Linked DNA regions of Sus scrofa: regions 1 and 2 are each linked to region 3. A link is a contact called in public Hi-C data. All regions are on one chromosome and are shown on one strand. The core of a region is the stretch at or near the end of the contact, and the rest is flanking DNA. Distances in the headings are between cores, read along the strand shown. Region 1 overlaps LOC106509952 (a long non-coding RNA gene). Region 2 has its middle 560 kb from the start of MYC. Region 3 has its middle 360 kb from the start of MYC.

Evidence for each region. A called contact is a pair of places that touch in the nucleus more often than the background predicts.
Region 1: a contact with region 3 is called in a Hi-C map of skeletal muscle, with 2.2 times the contacts expected there. A contact is called at or near these places in 3 of 47 Hi-C or Micro-C datasets (liver and skeletal muscle).
Region 2: a Hi-C map of skeletal muscle shows a contact between it and region 3, with 3 times the contacts expected there. A contact is called at or near these places in 1 of 5 promoter capture datasets (liver) and 9 of 47 Hi-C or Micro-C datasets (embryonic fibroblasts, fibroblasts, liver and 1 more).

What each region holds. Positions count from the first base shown.
Region 1 is chr4:12,263,467-12,266,777 of Sscrofa11.1, forward strand. The region is part of intron 3 of LOC106509952 (a long non-coding RNA gene); the gene reads right to left. Among named protein-coding and RNA genes, the nearest start is that of MYC, 200 kb to the right of the region's middle.
Region 2 is chr4:11,893,906-11,897,199 of Sscrofa11.1, forward strand. No RefSeq gene overlaps it. Among named protein-coding and RNA genes, the nearest start is that of MYC, 560 kb to the right of the region's middle.
Region 3 is chr4:12,098,502-12,101,680 of Sscrofa11.1, forward strand. No RefSeq gene overlaps it. Among named protein-coding and RNA genes, the nearest start is that of MYC, 360 kb to the right of the region's middle.

The DNA.
Region 1 (3,311 bases), core at 770-3,269, 170 kb after region 3:
AAGTGCCGGAAACACTCTGAATAACACATTGGAGCTTTGTCATTTTTACTATGATTATTGGTAGTACTGGTAGCAACACGTGGACTCAGAAGATCCACCCACTCTTGTAAGATCCACCGCCAACTAGCAAAGAGCTCGCAGCAGCACAAGGCTCCAGGTCTCCAATTCATTCATCTGTGAAATACAGGTGTCTCCATCCGCACAGGCTGCTGTAATAAGATGCCATAGATTGGGTGGCTTAAACAATAGGAATTTATTCCTCACAGTTCCGGAGGCTCGAAGTCCAAGATCAAGATGCAGCCGATGCCGTCTCTGGTTTGTGGAGGGCTGCCTTCCAGCTCACGTGGTGGGGAGCAGAGGGAGACGTTACCTGCCCCGTGTCTCTTCTTATAGGAGCCCTCGACCCATCGTGAGGGCTCCACCCTATGACCTAGCCACCTCCCAACAGCCCCACCTCCCGATACCATTACGCTGGGGATTATGGTTTCAACATCTGAATTCCGGGTCGGGGCGGGGGGGGGGAGGGGGGGGGCATGAATACACAATCCAGAACCACAGGGATCCATAAAGCCAGCATCTGTCTCTGGATCTCCTTCAGAGCAGGAATGGTGCTTTTTCCCTCCTTTATTCCAGGCACCTGCATAATGGCCCCTGCAGGTTCTCCGTAAATCGCCATGGAAGAAAAGAAAGACGGAAGAACAAGAAGGAACTTGATCAACTGCTAAGTCCTAAGCAAATAGGGCTTGGTTTCCCCCAACCCCAGAACAGACCGGGGAGCCCTTGCAGAAAGAGCAGTGGCTGCATGAAGTCTGACTTTCTCACCCACACCCGGTATCCAAAAAAATGCAGGCGATCCAGGAAAACATTCCCCGAGCATAGCCTGTGCTCCTGTCACGGTGCCAAAGGCTGGGACTAAAGAGAGAGCCAGACCCAGAGCCTGTTCTCAAAGCACTCACGGTGCAGGGAGGAGAGCGGATAGTCAAGCCAGTCGGGTGCTGCTCCTGGAGACAGAAGGAAACCGAACCCACTGGGGAGATGATAAGAAATGAAGGTTCCAAAGAGTGGCCTTTACTCTAATATTAATTATAACAATTATCAGCCATAACGATAACGGCCAGCTGTGTGGCCAGCTGCTGGATAAACTGGACCGCAGGAGACCCAGAGACGGTTCCATTTGGGGGGGTGGGCAGATTCCCTGCCTCTGCAAAGCCCATCGAAGGCACCGCCGAGGAAGCTGCGTGTCTGCCAGCGTGACAGATATTATCAGAAGAAACAAAATTAGGCACATTTTCCCCTAGACTTACGAATCCCTCCTCTGCATTTGCCCTCATGTCTCTGACATTAATTGAACTCTGTCTTCGCTACTAAAAATAAACCCCAGGTCAAATGCAATGAGCCAAAAACCTCAATATGAAACCACAAGAAACAGTAATAGTAAAATGGGCCAGTTGCAGAGGTGTTTTGAAAATCCGTTTCTGTTTCAAGGGTAGAGTTCCGAGTGGGCCAGGAGATCTTTCAATACTCTGGCCACGGAATAAAGGAAGCGACCTTGACACACACACACCCCGTGGCTAATGACCAGAGCTGGCGCGCGTCCAAGGACACGCAGATGGGTGCCTTCGGATACCCTCTCACTGCAGGCCAGAGAGGGCTGGTTTGGGACGATCAGGCAGGAGCCAAGAGATGTTCCCGGGGGAGGCGGAGCCAGACGAGGAGGCCCTAAAAGCCAGGAAAAAGGCACCCTGTGTGCAGGTGCAGGAAGGAGGCCGGGGCCGGGAGGAGGGAGAGTAACTCGGTGGGCCGGAGCCAGGCAGGTAAGGAGGTGGGAGAGAGGCAAACCACAAGGGCTCTTTTTCACTGACCATGCTCCCCCCCCCCACCGCCCTGCCCCCGGCTGGGTTGTGCAGCTGAGAAAAGAAGCATGGGGAGCTAGAAAGGACTGGCCCAGGGTCGGAGAGAGGAGAGGGAAGTAGGCTAGAATCTCCTAGATAGTACACTGGGCTAGAAGCCCAGATACTGGTACTCGTCTGTTCCACGGCAGGAACGGGGCAAACAAGCCCACGGATGGGAAGGCTGCAGATCCCTCCTGCTGGCGCGCAGCCCGGGTGAGCTGACTTCAGCCAGGGGGGCAGGCACACAGGCTCCGGGTGGGAGGGCAGTGCCTTTAGAACAAGTAGAAGCCACACATGAGCCAAGTGCTTGGGCTTTTCTTAAACCCCACCCCGGGACAGACCAGCCCAGCCCAGGGATGTGTCCAGGACTGTCAGCCTTGAGGTCCTAACATCTACTCCCGCTCTGTCCACCTCCAGCAGCTGAGTTCTGGGGAAATTCCTTTCTCATTACCCCCAGACAGACCTGCCAAGCCTTTCCTCTGTCAAAAGAACCGTTCTCCCAGCTTTCAGATCCTCTACCCCAGCGCCTGGCCTCCCACTGGCTCTTCCACCCCACACCCACCCCCCACCCCCCCAACCCTCCGGCACAGGAGCTCAAGCCCTGCAGGTGCTCCAGGGAGCAGGGATTCCAGAAGAGGCAGCTTTGCATCCGTATACACTTCCGCTTCCCAAGCTGATGGCCTGGACCAGGAGCGTGGGCTTCTGAAACCCAACTGAAGGACTGGTTGAGGGCTCCAGGGGCAAAAAAAAAAAAAGGCGGGCCTGCGAGCTGTACTCACGGCCGCTGCCTGCTGACACTAGAATGTGACACTAGCTAGAGAATAAGCAAGTAGATCACAAAATCCAAGCCAGCGGGAAGGTGAGCACCCAGGCGGCTGAGTAGAGAAAGGCTTCTGCTAATGTCTTATTCACATGCATCTTCCGAGAGTCTCAAGAGACAGTACCCCCTCCAGGAAGCCTCCCGGAATGGACAAGGGCCCATCCCCAGGCCTCCCACACACCTGGTGAGCCTGGAGGACCCTCTGTCTGTCAGGGGCCCACCCTGACCAGAGGGCAAAGCCCCATGCTCTCCATCTCCGTGGCCACTCGGCTCCTGAACGCCCCGGAGGGGGTCGGGGGGATGGAAACGCAACCGCCTTTTGAAAAGGTATAAGGCGCGAGCAAAGAGGACACGCACGCGTGAGCACCGTCCTGGGCTGCTTTCTCCACCTGACTTCTCGCCGTCCACACTTTCTCACCCAACTTCCCACCCTTGCAGAGGTTTCCCGGGTGCAGCAGGGCTCATTTTTCCTTTTCTCGGCACATCGCTTATTCTTTTCAACATCTCATCGAAGGGAAAAAAAACCACACCCGGCCTCCCTCTTGGCGCCACATCTTTAAAAACTTTCTCCCTTTGCTTCCCACTCTGGCTTTTCCTCT
Region 2 (3,294 bases), core at 341-2,840, 200 kb before region 3:
TCGGTCCTTTCACTCGGTGCCATTATGACTTCGGGCCCCCGCCCCTCCCACCACCTACCATCCCCCATCTCCCCCGAACGTCCTATCTTTCAGGGGAAGACAAATGGGCAATTAGGAAATGAAGGGTAGAACAGAGCAGAGACACAAAAAGAGAACCATGATTCTCCTTGGAGGCATGGTAATGTCAGGGAGACTTCACAGAGGAGGTAACATGCCAGAATTTTCCAAGAAGAACATGTGGGAAGAAGACTTCTGAGCAGGAGAGGCCAGTTTTGATTTTGTTTGTTTGTTTGCTTTGTAGGGCTGCACCCTGGCAGCATATGGAATTTCCCAGGCTAGGGTTCAAACCAGAGCGGCAGTTGCCAGCCTACACCACAGCCACAGCCACAGCCACATCCACACAGGATGCAAGCCACATCTGTGACCTACACCCACAGCTCACAGCAACGCTGGATCCTTAACTCACTGAGCGCGGTCAGGGATCGAACCCTCAACCTCACCGATACTAGTGGGTTTGTTATCACTGAGCCACATGGGAACTCCAGGAGAGAATATTTTAGGCAGAGGGGATGTCATGTGAAAAAACGGAGATGCTCTAAATGGTGCAGCCACCCCAGTGCCCCCCGGATGACGAGAGCTCGAATGATGAAGAGGAAAGACCGGGGCTTGAAGACAGGGAGCTGGACTATTCCTTGTCTATAAAGGGAAGAGCAGGTCTTTAAGGAAAGGCATGAAAAGTTGGATTTGTACTTTACAAAGAGGACTCGGTCTCCTCTGAGCAGTATGGTGTGGGGAGGGTTGAACCAAATGCAAGGGACCGATGGAAACCCAGGAGGAATGTGTTCAAACCACTTGCAGTTTAATCATTCAACAAATATTAATCTAGGACCCGCCCTGGCTGCCAGTCCCTTGGCTAGACAGCCAAGACGGAGTGGTGAACAAGGCTGACATTGTCCCAGCACACGCTGATCTCCCGTTCCAAGAAGGGTGACAGGTACCAAACAATAGGCACAATTAATCACACAGTCAGAGGGAGGCATTCTAGGAAGGAAGGGTTTAGTGGCCTATGAAAGTGGACCGCACCAGACTCGGACACAGTCTGAGGGTGGCCGTCGTTGGGGGTGGGGGCACTTTCTCTTTTGTGTTACAAAGTCAATCCCCCAACAACCTGGTGTGTTAGGCAAGATTAGTCATCATTTTACAGAAACAAAGGCTTAGGGCAGGGAGTCAACCCTCTTCCTTGAGGCACGGTTCCTGGCTTCTGAGGAGCATAGGGCAAGGTTGGGAAGCAGGAGCACGATTCCAGATACGACCTCATCCCTCTGCCTGGTCATGCCAGATGTGTGACCTGTAGGACTCGGGTTTTATCGCAGAGTTTAAAGACTCTCCTCCTCTCCCTCCCTCCCTCTCCTCTCTCTCTCTCTCTCTCTCTCTCTCTCTCTCTCTCACTCTCTCTCTCCTCTCTCTCTCTCTCCCTTTGTCTCTCTCTCCCTCCAGGCTAAACTGGTTTGTTGAACCGTGTGGACAGAGCCAGCCAGTGGGGTGACATTGTGTCAGAGATGGAAGCTTTCTGTCTCTTGCATCAGAAAAGCAGAGAGTGCCTCTCTGGCAGTTGGCAACAGATACAAAAGCAGCTTGCCCTGAAGATGACTCAGCTCTGGGCCTCTCAGCAAGGCTCTACCAACAGCTATTTAAAAAAAAAAAAAAAAAAGATGAAGCAGCTTCAAGGAGACCTCAAACCGATCCCACAGCAAGCCGCTTCCCATCAGGAAGGTGGTAGGCAGACAGTGCTGACACTTCCATGAGCAAAATGGCAGAGTGTGGCCAAGGACTTGAGCAGAAGGCCTGCTGGTCCGGCAGGTCTGTGTGTTCTGATCCAGTGTGGCATTTGTCTCTGTCACCTGGAAGCTGGCCTTGGGAGCAGGCTTGTGACTGGCTGACTCATTCTGCATGGCCCCAAACCAGCTAGATAAGAGGAGGGGCGCCCATAAATGCAAAAATATCTTTCAAGCACCTGTGATGGGAGCTCTCAGGCCCCACGGAGGTGGTACAGACCTGGGACCCAGCTGGCTGAACTTGGAAGCCCAGCCGCACACCTCAACAGCCGTGCGGCTAAAACCTCTCTGTGCCCCAGTGCCCAGAGATGTGGCAGGAGGAGAAGAAGATGGAACACATTGTCTTTGGGGCCTTTTCTACCAGCCAGGTGCTTCACTTATCTCATCTGGTTTGTTCCTGGTTCTCACCATAGAAAAACCACTTAACAGACGATTGTAGCTTCTCCCTCCCAAGGTGTCTATGAGAATCAATGAGATAATAAAGATGAAGTGCTTAGCACCCCGAATCCATGAAGTGTGTATTGTCATAGGTATTATTACCACAGTTACCCCCATTGTATAGATGAAAAGCCTGAGTCTAGGATGCCATATGGTAGGTATTCTAATCCAGTTCTGTCTGGTTCCAAAGCTCCTAGTCTATCCAAATAGCACTTTCCTGCTTCTTGCCTCTTCCTGACGGGTTGGCTAAAATCCACTGAAAAATGAGTACAAGAGGGGAAAAAAAATTAGTCAAATGTTTCTTGAACAAATAATTTAACGAGATTAAAATCATTAAGAAACTGCTAATAAGTCAAAGCCATGCATTAATAATGTAAAACCATTTCATAAATATTTATCGAGGGCTATTTATGTGCTAGTCATTGTTCTGCTATGGGGGATAAAAAGGAATTAGAGAAGAATTCTGCCTGACTACCATTTACAGCCTAGTAAACGTGCAGAAATGATGCTAGTGACAGTAGGAATAACTAATAATAATAACAATAATAATAAAATAATGCACGAGCCTTTGTTGATATTCGCTGTCGTCCAGACACAGTGGTCAGCATCCTGCAGGCATCACCCCTTTAGCATTTTAAGCAATCCTCTGTGATAGGAACAATCACTTCAGTTTTATGGAGGAGAGACCAGAACTCAGAGAGGTTATGTAACGGGACCAAAATTATATAATTTGGAAGGGAGACAAAACCAGAGGCAAACCCAGGTCTGTCTGACCCCGATTCGCCCTCCTAACCACTGTCCTACACTTCCTCGCTCTCTTGAACCAGACTCTCTACTTACAACTGTAAAAAACAGACTGACTAAAGGGCTTTAAAAAAGGCAGAAATACGCCGACTAGCACTTATAGTGAGCCACACCAGATCGAGTCACATGACCTCTCTTTTGACCTGCCGGTTTCCCATTTTGATGCACACTCATCATTTCTGCTGCCTCTGGTCCTCCTGTGTGAAGAAAATGCAAA
Region 3 (3,179 bases), core at 375-2,874:
GGGGGTTACCTGATAATTAGGGCAAGTCCCCCCATCAAGGATCCTATAATCAATCAATGTTTCAACCTCAATCCCCCTTTTTACTGAGCACTTTCTATGGAGCAGGCACGTGCCAGGTGTTTTATAGACATCATTTCCCTAATCCTAGGAGCAACTAGATCACACACAAGACTTTTTTTGTTGTTGTTGTTGTTGGTGGTGGTTTTTTTTTGTCTTTTGTCTTTTGTCTTTTGTCTTTTTAGGGCCTCACCCATGGCATATAGAGGTTCTCAGGCTAGGGGTCTAATCAGAGCTATTGCCACCGGCCTACGCCACAGCCACAGCAGCACAGGATCTGATCCATGTCTGCCACCTACACCACAGCTCACGGCAATGCCAGATCCTTAACCCACTGATTGAGGCCAAGGGTCAAACCCGCAACCTCATGGTTCCTAGTTGGATTCATTAACCATTGAGCCACGACGGGAACTCCAACACATAGGATTTGTTATTCCCATGTCATAGTTGAGCATCCCAAGGCCATATGAATATTAAGAGGCAGACCAAGAATATGAACCCAGATCCCTCTGACTTAAAGCCTAAATCCTCTGCAACATCCCAGGTCTACTCAACTCCCATGGACTCATAGATATCGATAAAAAAAAATCCCCAGATACAACATAAGATACCCATGCTGTGGCTCCTCTGTGGGCACAGCCCGAGGAGAGCACAGTGGTTATGGATACAGGCTTCCGACTTTGCCAGATCTGGCCTCACGGCCTTGCTCTACCACTCAGTAATTCTCACATGTTAGAATAGAAAGTTGATATAAATGCACACACTCACACACACAGAGACACTCATCGCCGATTCAGTGCTGAAAGGCATCCAATGCAGCATCCTTACTTTGCAGTTGAGAACGCCAGTGCTGGGTGGAGGGGAGAGCACAGGGGTTTCCTGCCTGGGGTCCCACAGGGAGAGAGCACCGGGGACATCAGACATCCCCCCCCATCCCAAGTCTGATGCTCTCTCCAGAGTCCCATCCCAGCCTGCCTCCCTCTAGAAACACATTCAAGTTTTCAAATGGTGACTCCCCAGATCAAAGGAAATGGCCCCCTCAGATAAAGCAGATTCTCACAGAGGAAAAATGTCCATTCCATGCTGAGATTTTTCCTCTATCTGCTCATTTGCGGGGGTCATGAGAAGGTCAGGGGAAAGCTCTTATGACGTGGCTCCTGGGTCTCCACACCCAAGAATGCAGGAAGATTTCAATAAATCAGACGGCGGGCAGGAATTCAGACAGGCTCCCCCACATGTTCTGTGCCTTTATTCCCCCCGGGTGGATACCATCAGCTGTCTTGTTGCTAAGAGACCCGAGTGGGTGGGAAAGGCCAATTGTCTTATTTTTCAAACTTATCTACAAAACCGGTTTGTGCCTCTGCTCCGTCCAGGGGTTCGGCTTTCTTAAGAACAGGATATTACCACCAGGCAGATGGAGTGAGTGAGAGTACATTTTGTCGAGAAACGGACTGAGCTTTTCCTGGACATTCAATGTCACCCAGCAGAGTCCTGGGAGCTGCCAATTACGGGTCTGATGCAATGTTTGGGAAAGAGCCGCAGAGTACACATGACTCAACAAAATATTCTGATTTACATTCCTATCTCCCAGGCAGTTGCACTTTTATCAGCACCAACAAGGGCTATGGGGTCAGTAGGCGTGCTGGGCTGAGTTCGTCATCAGAGAATTAAAAGGAATTAAAAAAAAACAAGAAGAGGTTGTGGGGAGGTGAGAATCTGAATCACTCCGGGACTTTCCTTTTCGGTTGCATTCCAATCGGACAGACCCAAACCTGGCAGAGCCCTTCTATTGCTCAATGTCAAAAACATTCCCCTGGAATGTGGGCCATGTGAACTTGGACACCCCCTGCAGTTTCCCTCTGTGGCCCAGCAGGCTGCATCCACCATAAGCGGGGCCCTCAGGAGAGTCCGGGGCATGTTTCATATAAAAAAGGCAGGGGCTCCAAAGGTGAGCTTTCACCAGCCCTCTCCCACCAAGGCCTCTGTGCAGACTCGCGCTGCACTCTGATGAGCCCAGCAGAGATGGAAAATGAGCTCTTGGGAACAGGTCGGTGGGTTTTGTTTTGTTTTGTTTTTCTTGCCTTAGTAGAAAGCAAGAATGTGAATTCACTTCCTCCTTGTCTGGGTTTGTACTTGGCTTATGAGCTCATTCCGCCCACCTTGACCCCCCAGCAAAACCCGGCTATAACCTCTTATTTCTGAAGAACTCTAAGAGCCACGTCTAAGGACATCTAATTCCCCGTTCTGCCCCCTGCCCACATAGACCCCTCCCTCCTTGGCTTGAAGAGTCAAGATAGCAATCTTTGTCACACGAGTGTAACTGAGAGCATAACTCAGCCCCAAAAGCCCATTTCGATCTTGCAGCATGTTTCAGAGCCGAGTGCTCCAGCCAGCAAAGAACTCATAGTTGGCAGAGCCTTCTGAGTAACTGTGTACAGACCACATCCTCCTCCTGTCCACTTCTAAAACCCATCCAGAAAAAAGGAAGGCCTCTGGAGTTCCCTTCGTGGCACAGTGGTTAACAAATCTGACTAGAAACCATGAGGTTGCAGGTTCGATCCCCGGCCTTGCTCAATAGGTTACGGGTCTGGCGTTGCCGTGAGCTGTGGTGTAGGTCACAGACGCGGCTCGGATCCCTCATTGTTGTGGCTCTGGGTAGGCCGGCAGCTGTAGCTCCGATTAGACCCCTAGCCTGGGAACCTCCACATGCCACGGGAGCAGCCCTAGAAAAGGCAAAAAGACAAAAAAAAAAAAAAAAAAAAAAGGAAGGCCTCACAAGCCATGTGCCATCAGCTACAGAGAAGAATGGCGTTGCGTGCATCCTGCTGTGTGTAAGAGTCAGGGATACGCAGGTTCTAGAAAATAAAATTACCTAACTTAAATTGAATGCTGACTGTGAAGAGGCAGACGGCAAGACCGCAGGGGCTTTATCCTGTTTATTGTTCCCAACAACCAATGGGGCGTCTACAATACCTTTTCAGATTTACAACTCAGTAGGATACACCAGTCAAAACAGCCTTGGACATCCCCACTACACAGAAGGTGAAGACTTACTACTGCTAAAGAGGGAGGATTATTCAGGCCAGTTGTCACAGATCTTTCACAAAGGAGGCCAATTAGCT